Regions from separate parts of the Capra hircus genome. Here region 1 is linked to region 2. Evidence: chromatin contacts called from public Hi-C data. All regions are on one chromosome and are shown on one strand. The core of a region is the stretch at or near the end of the contact, and the rest is flanking DNA. Distances in the headings are between cores, read along the strand shown.

The links. A called contact is a pair of places that touch in the nucleus more often than the background predicts.
Region 1: a Hi-C map of blood shows a contact between it and region 2, with 4 times the contacts expected there. The contact joins two enhancer-like sites. A contact is called at or near these places in 3 of 5 Hi-C or Micro-C datasets (blood and liver).

Annotation. Positions count from the first base shown.
Region 1 is chr18:18,681,437-18,684,136 of ARS1.2, forward strand. PAPD5 (non-canonical poly(A) RNA polymerase PAPD5) reads right to left here. Exons shown (of 12, transcript XM_018061950.1): 6 at 1,820-1,948; 7 at 812-1,025. Among named protein-coding and RNA genes, the nearest start is that of ADCY7, 38 kb to the left of the region's middle. Within about 2 kb of position 1,360, at least 1 of the 5 cell types and tissues checked has an H3K27ac peak or open chromatin away from gene starts, as enhancers often do.
Region 2 is chr18:18,562,334-18,565,033 of ARS1.2, forward strand. All of the region lies in intron 2 of BRD7 (bromodomain-containing protein 7), which reads left to right. Among named protein-coding and RNA genes, the nearest start is that of BRD7, 18 kb to the left of the region's middle. Within about 2 kb of position 1,293, at least 1 of the 5 cell types and tissues checked has an H3K27ac peak or open chromatin away from gene starts, as enhancers often do.

The sequences.
Region 1 (2,700 bases), core at 110-2,609, 120 kb after region 2:
GCCTATATATATATGTATATTCAAAGTCAACACATTAAAGCAAATGACTAAAGGCATTTCTACTGGCGTCCAGTAATGCAGAATCTAAATATTTTACAATTACACAAGGAAAAAATATTGTCCAGAAAAATCAGAATACAAGCAAGCAACACAGAGCTTCATGAAAGCAGAGGAGGAATTAATTTTCCACTCACTTTCAAGCCAACATAAAGCTGGGAAAAGCACACTATGCAAAAATAAAGAAGGAAGAAGGGTCCAAAAGGAAAATAAACTGTCTCTTGGTACCCTCTTTCTCATGAACTCTGAAACATGTAGTGTGTCTCAGAATCCTCACTTACATCCCGGGCTGACAACTGGTTAGGCTCAGGGGCAGTGAGGACTAAAGAGAGAAGAACTGAAAATGGCTATCGAACTGGAGATGCATACGCCCACCCAAACAGCTAATACCTGTTCTCCTTTGCTTTCAAGACTCAAATAAATTTTACCCCCAGCTCCACTCATGTGCAAGCATACAGCGTGTTTTTCTGGTGTGTGTGTTTACGTTCATGTGTTTGCTTATAAAATATCTTGAGGAAAAAAGAATGACTACAATTACAAGTTAATCCTTAATTTTTCATCTGAAGAGAGTTTAAAGTACAATATAATGACTAAGCCTCTTTTGGACTGAGCTGGGTGGCTTGCAGGATCTTTGTTTCCCAACCAGCGACTGAACCCGCTTAGCAGTGAACGCTCGAAGTCCTAGTCACTGGACCGCCAAGGAATTCCCAATGCCCTCTTCTTGAATGTCCATAAATTTACCTAAATTCAATACCTGGTTGTAAAGGATCTTCGATATAAAGCATGGATGGCCTGTAGCCATCTAGCATATTTTTCTGTACTTCATCTTTGGCCACATAAGAACCACCATCCTTTATCCGGATGCCAGTCTTTAAATAATTGAAGTGTCGTCCATATAATTCAAAAAATTCTATTAAGAGAACACCATAGTTTGTATTGGGGATGCAAGCATCTTCCCTGGGATGTAACTAAAACGAGAAGAAAAAAAAATTTACATTGGATTTTTTCTGAATTCAAGGTGAGGATAGTGAATGACATTCTAACTTCTATAAACAATATTATTATAATTTTGGTTTCACAGAGCAGCCAACAGGTAACAGAGTTACAGCAGACTAATTGTAACAGTACTTCTGTTACAGACAACCGAAAGCGCCATGGGCGCGGGGGGATCCCAAGGGTGTAGGTGGAGCCCACGGGTGTGGGGGATAATTTAGGAGGCTGGATTTCACAGCTGCCCAGGATGTTGAGAGAGTCGGCTTGGCCCAACATCAAGGAAGTCATTCTGACTCACCAGCAGAGTCAGGCAGTTGGCAACACTGCTGTACCACATGAATATGCTCACTGACGACATTAAGACTTCCAACACATCTTACCCAGACAGCGAGTCTCAACTGAGCTGAGACTCAATTGTAAGTCTCCACTTAGAATAGTAACTGCTTAGAGAGACATTCTTATTTTTGGCATTTATGTTACTACGTATACCTATGGAAACTGCACCATACTTTTTGTGTTAAAATTTGTAGTGAAAAGTCTCAAAAATATTAGAACACATGAGATTAAAAAAAAAATTCTTTCCTTGGGATTTTAAAATATTTAATTGCTAAATCATAAAAAAGGTATCCGGTTTAAAGGGAAAAGTTGTCAGTAACCAAGGGAAGTATTCTAATTAGAGCCTGAGTAAAATTTTTTTCCAAAATGATTCCCAGCTGATTTATTTAACAAAAAATGTTTAGCGTACACTAGCAGGGTATAACTTACTTACCTGAAGGAAACTTACTGCCATTAAAAAGAGACTATAAGAACCAATTCCACCCGTAAATACTTCATTAAGGTCCCTCTGTAATAAGAACTGTTTCAGTACTAAAACCAAGTATGGCAATACAGGATATTTCTGGAAAAGAAAATTACATTTTCAATGAATTCCTTCATCAGTAATAGCTGGAAGCATTAATAGCTTAAATGGTCTCTCAGTATAAACTGGTCCTTACATGACAAACTTTGGTCGAGATATATTATATACTTGCACACTTTAAAAACAAACTATAAAAAAGTAAGCTCTAAGTAACTGAGGATTGTGTCCTCACATCTGAAACCCCAAACACAGGGAGCACCCCAGCATTCACTACGGGACAGAACACTAGCAATGCCTATCGCGTGACACGCATCTCATAATTTACTGAACAATTCTCATCGTAAATAGGTTAACAGAAACGGTACGGGATGACGTCTCAACTCTCAACACAGTCAGTCCGCGGGATTTTAAAGAACCACTTCTGTAAGCAGAGCGGCACAGGCAGACCAGCCCCTCCAGGTGACCCTGCAGAGCCCAGAGCAGGTCACCTGGCCTGCTGTCCTCGGCGAGGGCAGGTGAACACGCAGCCCACCTTCTGTGCCTCCCAAGCAAGGGCCAGCACACCCACGGGGGCAGGGAGGACAGCCTGAGTCCATCTTTCACTCAAGGTCGTTCTCATTAAGTCCTCTCCGCAAGCCCGGCCCCGGGGTAGGGACGCCGAGAACAAAGCTGGCAACACACGTGGAGAAGGGAGCCTTAAGGAAGCCCCTGCCTAAGCACGGCAGAGTTACGCGCGATCGCCATTCTTTCCCTGACGCTTACAGCGCACACGCACTGCTTCCTTGAGAAAA
Region 2 (2,700 bases), core at 43-2,542:
TAATCTACAAATATTATGTATTAGGCATTATTGAGGTTGGGGGTAGAGAGCTGAATAACATTTGAACCCCTCCCTCCCCACCAGGAACTCCAGTGAAACAGGCAAGCGTGTCTATCTGTAACATAGTGCAGTGAGCTAGTAGTAACAATATGAGCGAAGATTTACTTCATTCAGTAAAAAAAAAAAGTTTTACAAATCAATAAAATAACTTAACCATTGAGTCATGGATAAATAGGAATCCGGTTTGATATAAGTGCAGTGTGCTTGTAGTTACAAAAATAGCTGCTGTTTCTCTCTTCTGCCTCGGGCCTACATACACTCAGAATATTTACTCTCCCTGGAATTCTGTTTCCACCTCCACCCTGACTTCCACCCCCACACTGGCTAAATTCTCTCCTTCAGATCTCAGCTCAAATGCTACTTCCTCATAGAAGTCTTCCCACACTTCTCCAGTTCTAAATTAGACTCATCCAGCAGTTATTCTCTCCTTGAAATCTGTTTGCATTTTTTTTACCAAGTTGTTTAATGTCTGCCTCATTTTACACTGTCGGCTTCCTAAGGGCAGGGCTGTGTTTGTTTATCCACCAGTGTGTGTCCGCACAGTAGAATGCCATTTACTTATTGAATGCATGAATGAATATTTACCATGTGCCCATGTGGTAGGCACTGTGCTAAAAATTCACATATACTTATTAATCCTCAAGACAAGCTTCTAAGGTACATATTGTATATATTATTGTGTCTATTTTAAGAATGAGGAAATTAGGCCCCTGCTCCACCTTATGTAGTTATTCCATGACCTCATAGCTAATAAGTGTCAAAGCCAGAATTTGAACCCATTTTATAAACTATAATTAGAAACCCTCCTACCTGAAGTTAAATGGCTCTAGTACTTCTGTTTAGTTTTCTCTGTGTAATTAGCAAAATACGCTGTATTAACCAGACCTGTATTAACTTCTGGTTTTACATATCTTACTTTCAGTAAGTGACGTTAACAATTGGATTCTGTTGTATTTTGGAATCATGAAAAAGAAAATTGGAAGGTAGGAATCATCAGAGCGTTAGGTGGAGAAAGTACTGTAGGGATCAAAGCCTCTTGTTTTATAGGTGAGACTGAGACTGAAACAGTAGAAGAACTTGTTCAAGTTTACATTCTAGTAAATTAGAAGCTAGATCTCCTAATTTCTAGTCTGGCAATAACATGTTAGAATATCTCCTTTCACTTTAGGATAGTTTCCAAGTATATGTTATTTATATTCTATTTCTCTTTTGGACTCTAGCCCGGAAGGCTATATTCTCTTGCCATACCAAATAGTAAAGTGCTTACTGTAGACCAGGCTAACTAGATGAAGTTACCAGATAGGGGTAGTTCAGAAACATAATACCTTCCTTTGGTACTTTTTCAGCTTTTCTATTTCATGGTCATTTCACCATCTCATAAACTGTTAAGTTAAATAAATATCAGCAGTTGAATCACTTATCTTGTAGCTGCTAAAGAGGCCTAGTGAAAGTCAATGAGTGCCTGAGAAGGTCAGAGTGTGTTAAAGATGAAGCTAGAGCAAGAACTTGAGCCTCTAGACCATGTGTCAGCAAACTAGAGCCAACACCACTTGATTTTGTAAATAAAGTTTTATTAGAGCACAGCCACACCCATTATGTTGTCTGTGGCTGCTTTCTTGCTATACTGGCAAAGATTAATATTAATAGTTGTCACTGACATTATGGACCACAAAGCCTAAATTATATGTTACCTGGTTGTTCACCAAAAAAGTTTGCCAATCCCTACTCTAGACTTTTTGCACTAAGGCCTTAGTTCTTTCCACCTAGGAGAGTGCTTAATTGCCTTTCAAGCTGTCCTTTATCCACTGTTTACATTTAACAGGAAGAGATCTTCTCTCTGAGGTCTTTTCCCATTGAACAGATGTTCAAAACCTGCCAACCTACAAAAGATTAATGCCAGTTTTTCTGGGGAAAAGATACAAAACTTCCATGAGTCAAAAATTACTGCTCCAGAATATGTCATAGGGCTATAAAAAAAGACACCAGTCAACTTAATGGAAACTGACCTCAAGTGCATAGTAAGTACAATTTATAACATTGTTCTCTGGAACTTCAACCAGTCATATTTTCTGTATTAGATGCTTTGGACTGTAGAATGTGAAGCTCTGTATCACTGATGTTCCAAGTGTGATCCCTGCATGGGCAACACCCACATAGCCTAGAAACTTGTTACTAATACAGATTCACAGACTGTACACTAGACCTACTGGATCGGTAACTCTGGGGACAGGGCCTAATCACTAGTGTTCTAACAAGACTTTCAAATGATTCTGATGCACGCTGACACTTGCGAACCTTCATGAGACCTCAGAATTTGCATTTCTAGTAATTTCCCAGATAAGGCTGATGTTGCTAGTCTGGGAACCACACTTTGAGAACCACCGCTTTGGATACTAGAAAAAGAAATTAGGATGTAGACCAAGCAAATAAGATCCTATTGAGAATCTTGATTCTCAGGAGTGTAAAATAGATAGTTTGGGGCAATTTTACTCTAAAATTTAATTTTTAAGATGCAAAAAACAGGATTTTTTTTTAACCTTTTTCCTGGATGCTAACCATTCAGCTTTAGCAAAACATAACATTTTGCCATTTGGTTGGTTTTATGTTTTTTTAAAGAAATCAGAGTACAGACACCAGTGA